Linked DNA regions of Sus scrofa: region 1 is linked to region 2. A link is a contact called in public HiChIP or PLAC-seq data. All regions are on one chromosome and are shown on one strand. The core of a region is the stretch at or near the end of the contact, and the rest is flanking DNA. Distances in the headings are between cores, read along the strand shown. Region 1 overlaps LOC106505836 (a long non-coding RNA gene). Region 2 holds the start of NRIP1 (nuclear receptor-interacting protein 1).

The links. HiChIP or PLAC-seq counts read pairs in DNA pulled down with a chosen protein or histone mark.
Region 1: an H3K27ac HiChIP or PLAC-seq map of alveolar macrophages shows a contact between it and region 2. The contact joins the enhancer-like site here to the promoter of NRIP1 in region 2. A contact is called at or near these places in 2 of 5 promoter capture datasets (fetal liver and liver), 7 of 47 Hi-C or Micro-C datasets (alveolar macrophages, embryonic fibroblasts, fetal heart ventricle and 3 more) and 2 of 2 datasets of contacts at active chromatin or transcription factors (alveolar macrophages and skeletal muscle).

The regions. Positions count from the first base shown.
Region 1 is chr13:180,321,603-180,325,015 of Sscrofa11.1, forward strand. LOC106505836 (a long non-coding RNA gene) reads left to right here. Exons shown (of 4, transcript XR_001300637.2): 3 at 1,433-1,485. Among named protein-coding and RNA genes, the nearest start is that of USP25, 250 kb to the right of the region's middle. Within about 2 kb of position 1,534, at least 2 of the 83 cell types and tissues checked have an H3K27ac peak or open chromatin away from gene starts, as enhancers often do. A contact at or near this core is called in alveolar macrophages, where this site is marked.
Region 2 is chr13:179,914,550-179,917,677 of Sscrofa11.1, forward strand. It overlaps NRIP1 (nuclear receptor-interacting protein 1), which reads right to left and starts at 1,677. Exons shown (of 3, transcript XM_021070819.1): 1 at 335-1,677.

The DNA of each region.
Region 1 (3,413 bases), core at 284-2,783, 410 kb after region 2:
ATCGTGGGTGTGGCCCTAAAAAGACTATAAATAAATAAATAAATAAATAAATAAATAAATAAATAAAATCTATGCTACATATACAGTCAAGCTCCTGATAACCCAGCCTAGCAGCCCATCTATTAGATGATCAGATTATTGGGCTTGATGAAGATCTCTTCTGATGGAATGTGGACCATAGGGTATTCGAAAGTAAACATACACTCAAATAGCTTTGCTGGACTTGCCAAATAGCTTCCAGAGCTGGGGAAAGGGGGTCCCATGGAAGTCTCTTTTTCATAAGGCAGACCAGCAGCATTAGGGCAGAATGTAAACACTAAGTCACAGAACCCATTTTTCCCTCACCGTGATCAACCAGATTTTGCTGTAGGGTAGCAAATAACTTCAGGATTCAGGGGGAGAAGCCAAACAGCTGTCACTACCTTGAAAAAATGGAAGTCAGAAAAAGCATTCAGCAATGTCACACTGCCATGGGCACGTTAGAAGCTGCCCCAAGGACCTCATCTTCTTCTTCATTCTCAGCAAAGGAAATAAAATATCATTGGTGAACAGGGAACTTCCCTGATTTCACCATTATCTTCTCATTTCCAAGGTGCATCATGTCTTTTCTTAAAGTGCTGAAAAATGTCTAGTGATATCTAGAAATAGTTACTTCTTCCTTGCACAAAGAATTGTGCCCTTTGGAAAACTTCATTCATTTTTTCTGAATTACTATTTGCAGGGCAATTTGACATTTTAGGACAAAAAAATAAAAACAGATCATGTATCAAGTTTAGTCTTCGTGAAATTATCCTAATACCTGTAAGAAGTATATGTCTTTGGCTAAAAATCATGATAATAATTAATGATAAATATAACATGTTGTTGAATACATGGCACATAATTGGAAGGAACCATAGGTAAGTGTGGAGGATAAACAGAAACAGACTGGTATTCAGAATTAACTGGCTCTAATCCATCCAGCTATGTGTCCTTAAATAAATCACTTAATTGTTCTCTGCCATAGGTGTCTTACATATAAAATGGTAGTAGTTGCCAGAGTCTGACCTACCTTAAAGTGTTGATACATTTAAAATATTGTGAGTATAAGTTTGGGAAACTTTAAGGCACCAAATTGGTTAGATATTATTATCATTAGAAATTAGAAAAAATAAGATTATCTTCAGATACACCTTTAGACTTTATATATTCATTGTTTTTCTTGGTTTGGAGTACTTAGTGTTTTTCTGAAATGAGCTTTCTAGCGCATTGGTTCTCAGGAATGACAATGTACTAGAGTGTTGTTTTTGTTTTCGTTTATGTCAAACTTTTGAGACTTCATAGATTTGTGAGTTCGCTGGGTCACCACGACCTGTGCAAGACGGCGCTGCATTTGTAACAGGTGGCCTGACTGCTTTCCTACAGGAAATATTTTTCTGCTGTTGTTTTTCAGCGCTTTACAGACCCGGCCCTAGACATCTTGCTAACCATCGCCATTCATCCCAGGTGAGCCCTGGTCTTTGCACAGGTACACCACCGCCCTCTGCTGGATAGACTACGCAGGTAGTCTCAGAGTCCTTGCTCAAGTATGTACTCCTCACGGGTGTCGTCAGAACTTAGTGTCCATGTACCATTCTCCTTAGGGGTTTGGTGAAGCTCATAATTACGGAGGTTTGGGTAGGTAAGACAGATATTTGAGTAACACAATAAACGAGCATCTGACTTTAACTTGGGAGTAAACTTCGACAACACTTTACAAACTCATGTTCGTGTTGTAGCACACCTCTGCCTTTCAGTAGATTGGGCATCCTTTGCCGGGCATCCTAACACCCTCAAGTCAGAAAACTACTTTACCTCACATGAATTAGAAGAGACTGTCTCTAACAATTTAGAATGATCTTCCAGTGAGGTGCAGCTTCTCCTGAGTTAATGAGACAACTGACTGGTAGGCTATAGGCTCAGTTATTGTTCTCAAATATTTCTTGAAAACCTACTGTGCACTCAGAAATCTTTTAAGCGCCAGAGATACAATAACCCATAAAATATTTTATGAAGTTATTATCAGTCACCTTGTATGTATATCTGATCCTCTGTAATAGAAGTTCTAATAAGAATTCAACTAGAGGCACCAGCCATACTGGTTTGCCAGGATGGAAAACTTTCTGAGGATGCAGGATCTTCGGAGCTTAAACAGACCCTAGACAAACTGGAATGAGTTGTTTACTGTACGTACATCTCCCAGCATAGATGATTATAACTTGCAGTGGTATTTATTGAAAAATAACCTTTCAATAGCATTGGGTTCATCACTAATACTATTATTCTGAACAGTTTCTTCTCATTTAATACTTCTTGTCACTTCTGCACATTCTCCTTATGAATCAATCTATTGAATTGCCTTTTACAAAGCATTTTCTTACATAGAAAAGATGCTGAGCAAACCTAAAAATCACAAATACAGATTTGCACTATGAAAGCCAAGGAAAATAAACACCAGAAAAGCCAAGTTCAGCCTTGTAAGATGCAGAAAAAGCTTAGGTCATGTAGGATGAAAGACTTTAGAACAAAAAAAGGAAATGAAAACCAAATAGATATTAATGAAATCTATGAGAAAGGCAAACTATTCAGTATCCAAGTAATTTTTAAAAATCGTAAAAGCATAGAACTGAAAAGATCTAAAATTCACCCAGCTTTTCCTGCCCAAACAAAATGTTCTCTTGTGGCTTAGCAGGTTAAGGATCTAGCATTGTCACTGCTGTATCTCAGGTCACTACTGTGGCTCAGATTCGACCGCTTACCTGAAAACTTCCACATGTGAATGCAGCCAAAAAGAAAAGTCTCTTCTAGATTTTCATGTCATTTATCTTCTAATATACTATTCCAAAAAATTTAGTCTATATTTCTCACTGATGAAAGTTACCTGTGTTTTATTTAAATACGATTTTAATTCTTATCATTTTGCTTTGGGATTAAAAAAAAAATCTTCATACTTCCATGCGCTGCAAGGACTGAAAATAAGTTTTAATATTATTTGCTGTCGGGACATCCCCTAAAACTGGGAGGACCTTGAATGGCCTAGCTGCAACTTGTCCCCCGCCCCCGCCACATTCTCTGCTCCTGTGGATAAGGTCACCTAGTCAAACAACAGTTTCTGGTTGAGGGGACCAGTCACAGGTTCTGCCTATCCCTGAGCACCAGGTTTCAGTTCCCTGCCAAAATGTGGATTGTTCCAATAAGCCAATTACATCCTCCTGTGGGAAACAGAGTACCTCACTCTCTGGATACTACAAAGCTTGCCTCTCACAGTTTCTGGTTGATCACTCTGCTCCCAGGTGCAACCTCTACACATCCAAATGCCTGTGGCATATAGTGTCCCCCTTCCCCAGGCTGTAAGGGTGTGTGACTATTAACTGCTGACAATCTCATCTGTCCAG
Region 2 (3,128 bases), core at 427-2,926:
GGACAGCTCGTCCCAGGGGCCCGGGGCATCGAGCTCATTCCACAGGGCAAATGCTCGCCTTGGGGGGCACAGCCCGGGGACCCGAACGCCCGGGGTCCCCTCCTGGGTGCTGACGCCTCAGGAGCCCCCTCCTTCCATTTCACCCCAGGACACGCGTCCCCTTGGCCCCTTCTCGCCACCCCCAACTTCCACCACCTTGTAATCTGTGTGTCTTGCTTTAATCTTGGGGGACAGGGGCACTAACTGCAGGTCACTTGGACCCCACGCCCAGCACGTAGGAGGCACCCAGGGATTAAATGCGGAGTGACTCCCAGAGGAAAACTGGGAAGGAGACCTGAGGAGTGCTCCGTTCGGCTCCCCAGACGGACGGAGGACCCAGGAGCAGGGTTTTTCTTCAGCTGCTTTGTCACTGCGAAGTCTCCAGCGGAGTCCGTCAGCGAATCTACATCATCCCCGGGAAGAATCTGACCCGACCAGACAAGGCAAAAGGCACAGGGCTGCCACTTCTTCAGCAGCTCTCCCTGGTTCAAGCTCCGAATAAGAAATAACAATTACATCACGAGGCTGGGGCGGCAGCGCGGTGGAGCCTCTTGGTTTCCTGCAGCCAGATCTCGCTGAACCCGCCTCTAAATTGAGGGGGATAAGGATTGGTGAAGAGAGAAAGTGGAGGGAGGAGAGAGTCATACGAAACCGTAATTTCCCCTTTCTCCCTGTATTTGCTGTTTTAAAATCTTATCCTCAGCGCTCCCCAGACATCTAACTAGAACTATTAACACCCCCTCAACACCTCCCCAGATGTCAGGTTTCTTTTTGACTACTAGCATCTAGCATTTAGTAACTCGCCATGAAAAACAAAATTACCGGGGGAAATGAGTACCGTTGCTGAAATTGTTTTTGCTTGCTCCGAAACGCTAAAGTGCAGCTTAGCCTCCCTTTAAACTCCGAAATGGCATGCCTGTTTTAAAACACTTATTACACAAAACAAGTGAGTGGATGAGGCATTCCATTCTTCTATGTAGGAAACCTTGTGAATTCCATAGCATTTGAAAATAGAGTTGCTGGTGCACTTAAAAAAAAGAACTATCCAAGTCATAAACAGTATTCTATGCCTGTTATGTAATGGCTGTGCTGTGCATTTAAAATGTCATTTAACCTTTACAAATATGAATGAGAGTTCTGGAATACCTTCACAATCTGAAAAGTGAAAGCAATTTTTCAAATTAATTCTTAAATCCAGCCCGTAGCACAGTGCTGGGTACATGGTAGGTTTATTTTGCTCCATGGTGATACTGCATTTTAGAACAATTCTTTTACATCACTCTGGTGGTTGATTCAACTGTGCAGTCTGTCGCCCTCTTATACAGTTTAGACCTCTTATGATAGTTTGTTATTTGCATATACCACTGTTTGAAATCTGTTCAAGACAACTTGGTAAAGTCTGCTGTTCTATAGCATAACATTAACCCAGGATTGATGCAAAGCCAAGTCTTCCAATTAAGTGATGATCAGCATAATTGGAGCTTGGCTCTTTAAGGAGTCAAACTTGTTTAAAAATAAAAAAAGTCAAACTTGTTTTAACTCTTGTACAAATGTTTTCTATGTATTATAAATATTTCTGTTTTCTAAAACAGTTTGGCTTTTTGTCGAAATTCTGGGTTAATTTTATTTAAAGTGTTTATTATATAGTAGGTTATAGTGGATTTAGCAACTACGTCCAGTTCCTGTTCTTTATCAGGCTTCTTCCAAGGTGTTAAGGCTGCTCCCAGGAGGTATATAAGCCATCAGTCTCTGCCCTGAAAGACTCTGGGATACTGGGACTGAGTGATTATCTCTGCCCGTTGTAGTTTCTCTCCCCCTTCTCTAACTGACAATCTGGTGTCTTTTCTCTCTTTTGCCAGCATGCCTGCCTCCAACATTCTCCTCCTCTTCTGATTGGCAGCTGCTAGTCTGGTGAGGTCTGAGAATCCAGATAGCCTCACTTGTCACAATACAGTCTAAAGTAAAACTGAGTGGGTTCCCTGGAAGGAACTAATGTGCTCACCAAGGAGTAAAGCACATGAACCTTAGTGCATAGATTCTGTGACACATTTGGACCGCTCAACTGTTGCTCTGAAAATATTCTTTTTGCTTCTTAGCAAGAGTTTTAGATGATTGCAGTTGGTAGATAAACAACTTCCTAAGTCAGGTTATATCAAGTTTTGGTCTTGCCCTCCAACACTAGTGTTAAAAAAGTCTGCTGCAATATGTTAGGTGACTTAACAAAGCTGCTCACCTCATTATTAAGCTCTCTTCTCAACCTCACAGAACTCCAATCATTGAAATCCTGAACTCTTTTTGGTAGTGCATTAGTGTTAAGTAAATTGCACACCTTTTGCAGAATTCATTTTTACTTAATCATTCTAATTGTGTTGGGGCTATTTTGTTGTTCTTTGTTTTTTTTTTTTTTTTTTGAAAAAATCAATACCTAAGTTTCCTGGCTAAGAGAGTCATTGCAAGGATACTGGGGCATATATGTAATATAAGAATGCCTATTCAGTAATTTGTGTAGTGAAGACAACTCTCATATAACCAATCGTGATGTGAAAAAGACACCCTTGAGCTTATATACTTAAACACACAAGTAGGTTTACAAACCCTGGGGTTCCTGTGGGCTCAGAGACTTACAGTTCGGGCTCAATATGTTCATCCCCCACAAAGAAGGCATCTGGGAGAGGCGTGCTTATGATGTGCTCCCTGAGTCTGTCCTGCTAGAGCATTGTTCACACCAGTTGGTGACAGGATGTTTAACCATTCTAAGTTCAAGTACTACAGCCCCAGGGGCCATATCCCTCTCGTTCACATTTGGGTACCTCCATCACTTATCCCTGGCACACTGTGTGTGCCAGCGGTAGCCATCCGGTAGATATTGGACAAGATACTGTCATAGCCACAGGACAGAGTCTTTAATTCTACTTGGGGTTCAGGTGTGGGGTAAGGCAATTCAGGGAAAGTTTTACAGAGAACAGAGTGCTTCAGCTGGCCATTCATAGGTAAGAAGAATTTGCCAAGTAGGCAAAGTGGAAAGCGGTTCTCAGAAAAGGAAAAGACTCTTTAAGTAGCAAAGTGTGAAGAAAACAAAAATGGACATT